Linked DNA regions of Mus musculus: region 2 is linked to region 1. A link is a contact called in public Hi-C data. All regions are on one chromosome and are shown on one strand. Each heading gives the region's core, a stretch centred on a gene start, on an enhancer-like site or on the middle of the called end of the contact. The rest is flanking DNA. Distances are from core to core; before and after follow the strand shown. Region 1 overlaps Ldlrad3 (low density lipoprotein receptor class A domain containing 3). Region 2 holds the start of Fjx1 (four jointed box 1).

Region 1 (3,037 bases), core at 353-2,852:
AAGCCCTCATTCAGTCAACATCTCATTTAGTAGGTGCTAAAAAGTGTGAGATGGTCTGGTGTGAGGGGGAAGAGAGCCACTTGATGTGGAGGAACACAAGCTTCAATCTTTTCACCCAGTTCTTAGCCCAGCACTGAGTGTCACTCAGGAGCTCCTCGATAGCAGGGCACTGTGTTAGCCGTGACAGGAGGTAATTCTCACCGACTGACCTGGGGAACCGCTTCCTTTCCACGGTTAGGTGGGACTATGGACCTAGTTTGATCAATGGAGTGAGGGCTAACATGATAGGCATCACTCACAAAGCGAAGGCTAAAGGAGACAGCACAGCACAGCTCTGCTGTGGCATTGCTCCAGACAGTGGCTCCTCAACCAACTGGATCAAAGCAACTATGGGGAACAGAAGCAACGCCCTACCCCACGCCCCACCCCCCTGCTCTACACCACCCATTCAGTCTCCAGGGTCATCAAGTGAAGTCATTAAACTTTAGGAGAAATATGTTACTGCAGCTATGGACTATACAGTCCTGACTAAAACATAATCCAACAGACATCCTTATATGAACCTCTAACCATAAATAATAGAGCAATTCTAAGATAAAACTGTATCATTCTTTGAACCTGAGCATCAAGAATAGTCTCGTAAAAAGAAGTTTACAACACTATATAATGATGTCTTTACATCCATACAAAAAGAAGGAGAGGGAGGGTTGGTTCCAATAACGTCCATAAAGCATCACATAAGGAATTATGTTCCTTCCTAGGCTATTTGCCACCCTCCAAATCTACCCAGAAGGCCCTGTAAGGAGCAGAAACTGTCTTGCCTGCATTTTTCTTCACATACATTTTTCTTCACCTGGACGAGAGTTTCCCACATGAGCACCGTATTCTCCATAGACTCAGAGATATGCACCTCCCTACCATCAAACACCATCTCCATCGGACACCATCCTTCTACACAGGAGATCTGGGATGCGATTCGCTGCCACTTCCCTTAGCCATGCAATAGTCTAGAATCTGTTCTCTTCTCACACCACAAAGTGAACTCCACAAAAATATCTTCCATCAAAGTCAATCATTGTAAGACCCAGAGGCAGAGTTTTAGCTATTACCATGCCAATCTCCAGAAAGTCCAAGGACTAAGCAGGGATACCGCAGGAATCTGCAGAAATATATTCTCCTAGAGTCTACTACATGTGAAAAGCTCAGAAGCAAAACCAAACAGCATCAGAGCAGGGTGGTGCAGCAAGAACCAAGTGAAGAGCATGGCCTCAAGGTGTCCTATGTAGTGATGCTTTGAGGGGCGACAGAGTGGGGAACTGGAGACACACACCCCAATTCCATCCAAAGCACTCCATGCTATTGCACACACTTAGCGCTATGTGAAGGTTCCCTTGGAGAGAAGGCCCCTTGCCTGAATAGGACTCAGCTCTCCTGTTTACTATGCAAGTTGGACACGTTTCTTCAACTCTCAGAGACCAGAGACCCCGATCCCCTATCTATAAAGCAGGGTGATAATACCACTTGCAGACCTAGCCTGAGGATTAACCAAAATCACTGTGTAAAAATGCTTGCTGCACTCTAGACCAGCAAACAAATGTTCTTTCTCTTCCCAGTAAGCAAAAACAGGGCCACTGGCAGAGTAAGCCTGCTGCACGTGGGGCTAGAGATGTTTATCTTGTAATTAGTGTGAGGTCGCTTTATAAAATTCTTGGTGGGAGCCCAAAATCTCTAGATAAACTAGCATGGCATGCTGTTTTCCTTAAAAACAGAGCGATCCAATTTAACAAGTATTTAATGAGCATCAGGAAGACAACAGATCTCTCATCAAATGGGGGGGGGGGGCTTTCTCAGATGAGAATTACCAGTCCTCTTATTCCCTTAGCCAACAATACAAATAGAAAGATGACCCAAAAAAGGTCAGTCAAAGACTGTCTTATAAAGTCCAGCCACCAACATCCGGAGACATCCACAGTCACCATGCACAGGAACTCTCTCTCCACTGACTTTCTCACCCCATATAATCATCCCACTGGTGGCTTCTAGAACAACAGGTAGCTAGTGATCTGTGGCAATCCCGCCTCATTCCAGCGGCCCTTCCTCTTAACCCTTCAGAGTTCTCTCTGTGTCGCCCAGGTTTGGGGACACAACCGCCTCCTACTTTCCAGGTCTGCCATAACAAATCACTACAAGCTGAGTGACTGAAACAACAGATGTTTGCCCTCTCACTGTTCCAAAGGACAGAAATAGAAAGTGGGGGTCTGGGCAGATGAATTCTTGCTGGAAGATTTAAGGGGGTATAGTTTTTTCCTTTCTCTCTGGAGGTGGCCAGGAATCCTGGTATAAATGGATCAGTCCAATTTCTGCCCCGGCTCTGACGATTACACCTTCTGTGTGTGCCTGATCTTATTAAAGGATGCTTGCTGTGGCTTTGTGGATCACCTGGATAATCCAGGGGGATCTTATGTCAACATGTTTAAATTATTTCCCCAAATAAGTCTGATTCATGGGCTTTGGTAGATAAGTCTTTTGAGCAGGCTGCCATTTAATCTGATAAGCAACATTCCGTCCAGCCTCAGGCTGGAGCTGGCCCATGCAGATTTTTCTAGATGGATAGAAGAAAGCAGTAACCAAAGCTGCTCAACAGAAATATGAAGCAAGCAAAAATATTTAATGAAAGGCTTCTAGTAGCCATGTTACAAGAAAGTACAAAGAAATGGGTACACTCATTTGTAGAAGTCTGTTCTGCAGTATGCCAATATAAGTAGAAATGGTCCTTATCTTTGAAGCACCTACAAAGGATGTGAGAGAGCAAGGCTCAAAAGTACAGACATGAACAAGCAGGGTCCCAGGAATAATTCAAAAGGAGTACCCAGGACCAATCATGCACAAGGTTGTTCCGGAAGATGACCTTGAAAGAAGAGAACAGACAGGATGTTGTGATTGCAAAGACAGGGATACTGTAGAGAGAGCAGAGCTGTGTTCTGACTGCATAAAGATGGTGACAGGAAGAAAGAAAGGAAGATGGCAGACCCCTGGA
Region 2 (2,826 bases), core at 184-2,683, 300 kb after region 1:
AGCGTGGGGTTCTGAGAGCTCCGCCAGCTCTGGGAAACGCGGTTCGTGGCGACTGTAGAGGCGCAGCAACCGGGCCGCCGCGTCCTGACCCCGGTGCAGCTCCAAGACGCGCCTAGCAGTCCGCTCTCGGAATACACACACCGACTGTAGCAGCGGTTCGTTATACTTGTCCCACATGCCGGCTACCCGGTAGCCGTGCACCAAGCCCGCCTCATTGTCCAGAAAGACCAACGCCCCTCCTGGTCCTCGGTGCAGGTTGCTCGTAGCGCGGTGCATAACGCGTGGGTCCCACTGTAAGCTGAAGAGGTTGCTCACAAGCCGGTCAAAGTTGGCCGTCAGGTAATCGAAGAGGATCAGATCGGTCCATTGTACCAAGTCCACCAGCTCCGCCTGGCTGAGGTTGGTCAGCTCGCCCCCGGCGTCGCGCAGGGGCCGCAGACGGCCGTCCTCTGATCGCCAGGGCTCGGGCACCACCACGTCGGTGAGGTTAGGCAGCCAGCGCGTCAGGCTCACCACGCTGCCCTCGGTCCAGTGCGCGGTGCGCAGCTCCTCCTGCACCTGCACCCACTGCGCGCCCCGAGCCTCCACCCGAGCCAGTGCCAGCGGCGGCACGTGGCGCTGGAGGCCCAGCAGGCGCGCAAGGTAGTAGGACAGGGCCTCGCCCTGTATCTGCTCTGGGTTGATGCCGTAGCGTACACAGGCACGGGTGCCGTCGGCAAAGCGGGCTAGGCGGTTGGAACTGCGTCCGCAGCCCCCGCGATCCAGAGCCACCACCCGAGCACCCCGTGCCACCTCCAGCCACGCTGCTGCTTGGGCTTCGGAAAAGCCCCGGGGAACCTGCTCCTCCAGGCCGCGGCTCCAGAAGACGCCCCCGTGCACCGCCCTGCGCTCCTCTGGCCAGGACAGCCCGGAGGGCTCGTGCCGCCCGCGGTCGTCCTGGTGCCTCCTAGGCGGGTTATCCGCGCCGGCCGCCAGGGTGAGCAGCGCCCGGAAAGTTTTCAGGGAGCCGCCGCGGGCGTCCCATACTAGGGGCGGGGGCAGAGGGAATCGCGGCTCGGGCGCGGGGCCGCCACTCTGGATCGGATGCGGAGGGAGTCGATCTTCGGGCGGCCGGGAGGCTGGCAGCTCGGTCCGCGGTGGCAGGAGTCCTCCCCACAGCGTCAGCAGCGAGCTCAAAGCCAGCAGCCAGAGCCCCGCGGCGGCGGCGGCGCCCCGCATCTTCCTCCCCATGCTCCTGCCGGCGCGCCGGTGCCACCGCCGCCGCTTCAAGCCAAGCCCGGGCGCCCGGGTGCGGGCGGCGAGGCGGGCCCGGCTGCTAGCTGGCTCCGGGGCTTCGGGTGCCGGAGCCCCATCGCGGCCGCGGAGCGCTGCGGGGCTCTGGCCAGCGCTCTGCCCCGGCGCTGGGAACTCGCCTCCCCGTGGCTTCCCAGCAGCTTTTGTATTTCGCTGTGAGACCCTCCGGCGGGCGCGATTCACAGGCGCCCGGACCACGTGGGAGCGAGGGGGATCCCCCTCCCCCTCCTCTGCCGCCTCTCCCCGCCCCCCACTCCCCCGCCCCTTCCCTTCCTCTTCCCCTTAAAGCGGCAACCGATCCTTCCAGGAGCGAGAGGTGGCCCCACGTTCTGTCCCGGACTTCGGGGCGGGGAGGAGGCTGAACTGAGGGCGTCCGTGCGGGGGCGTCGGAGCGGGGGCGGGGGCAGAGACCAATTGTAGGGCTTGGGAGTAGCGGCGTGTCCGGTGCTCTTGTTGGGAGTGGGATGATCCCCTTGTACCCTCCTTTGGACTGTGTCTGATCTGAAAACTTCAGACAGCCCCCCACCGCAGTACAGGCAGGGGTCAGGGTGAGTCCTTTTGCTACCTCACTTGGTGTGATTCACGCTGGCTTATGTAAATTCCCCGGAAAGTCTCGAGCCCTAGAGGATGTGACTCCAGCTGGGAGAGGAACCATCTGTAGCCAATGACTTTGAACCCATAACCTCTCTCCAGATGCAAGCTCCCCGGTATGGATCATTGCAGGCTTGAGAGCAATGAGGTTAACTTCTGTGACTTTTCTCAGGGATGCTTGGAATTAAACCTTGCTGTGCAAGTTGGACAGCCAAGTCAGGTCCCCTGGTCGCATGCCACTTGGCTTTCCCATTTTAAAGAAAGTTCAATATGTAGAGATAGGGATATCTAGATAGATATAAACACTTATTGTCAACATTCTCACCTTGTTTTTAAGTTGTCATTTAGTCAGTCACTTTATTCCCAATTATAAATTTCTCCCAAACAAAGGAAAATAAACAATTGTTTTACTAGTTTAGTGTAAAGGAAAAAGGACTAGTGGGAAGTGGGGCAGTGAAGAAAAAAACAAACCAACACATTATAAAAACTGATGCATCTTCCTCCAGACTTTCTTGGATTTAATTTACCAGCAAATCTCTTGGAAACAAACTGAATCTTTCCTTTCCCTTCTTGTATCCCATATTTCAAACTGGAGATTCTTAGTCATAAGATCAGAGCCGTGAGGGGTCCTGAGAGCCAGAGCTGGCACTGCCAGGGAACTGTCCCAGGACAGTACGTATGCTAAGCAGGTTCTCTTCTGACTCCTCCCCGAGTCCTACAGCCAGAGTTTAAAATCGGTTTCTTTCACATTGTGTGTGTGTATGTGTGTGTGTGTGTGTGTGTGTTTCCTTTCCCTATATTCCTCTCCTGGGAACACATGCGAGGTTTCAGCTGGGCTACATCTGCCTGTGCTGTGTATATTTATTCTGGAGTTATAGGGTAGACAATGTAAAATGTTTGTGACAGAGTAGATACATTAACCTTCCAAAACATGGCTGACCC

The links. A called contact is a pair of places that touch in the nucleus more often than the background predicts.
Region 2: a contact with region 1 is called in a Hi-C map of uterus, with 2.9 times the contacts expected there. The contact joins the promoter of Fjx1 here to the enhancer-like site in region 1. A contact is called at or near these places in 5 of 39 promoter capture datasets (3T3-L1-derived adipocytes, the C10 cell line, hippocampal neurons and 1 more), 1 of 15 datasets of contacts at CTCF or cohesin (large pre-B cells), 3 of 484 Hi-C or Micro-C datasets (the HPC-7 cell line, nephron progenitors and uterus), 15 of 115 datasets of contacts at active chromatin or transcription factors (T-cell acute lymphoblastic leukemia, astrocytes, craniofacial prominence and 11 more) and 2 of 9 other capture datasets (adipose tissue and liver).

The regions. Positions count from the first base shown.
Region 1 is chr2:102,149,734-102,152,770 of GRCm38.p6, forward strand. The region is part of intron 1 of Ldlrad3 (low density lipoprotein receptor class A domain containing 3); the gene reads right to left. Among named protein-coding and RNA genes, the nearest start is that of Ldlrad3, 35 kb to the right of the region's middle. Within about 2 kb of position 1,603, at least 4 of the 459 cell types and tissues checked have an H3K27ac peak or open chromatin away from gene starts, as enhancers often do. A contact at or near this core is called in kidney and uterus, where this site is marked.
Region 2 is chr2:102,450,359-102,453,184 of GRCm38.p6, forward strand. Fjx1 (four jointed box 1) reads right to left here and starts at 1,434. Exons shown (of 1, transcript NM_010218.2): 1 at 1-1,434. The coding sequence starts at 1,230.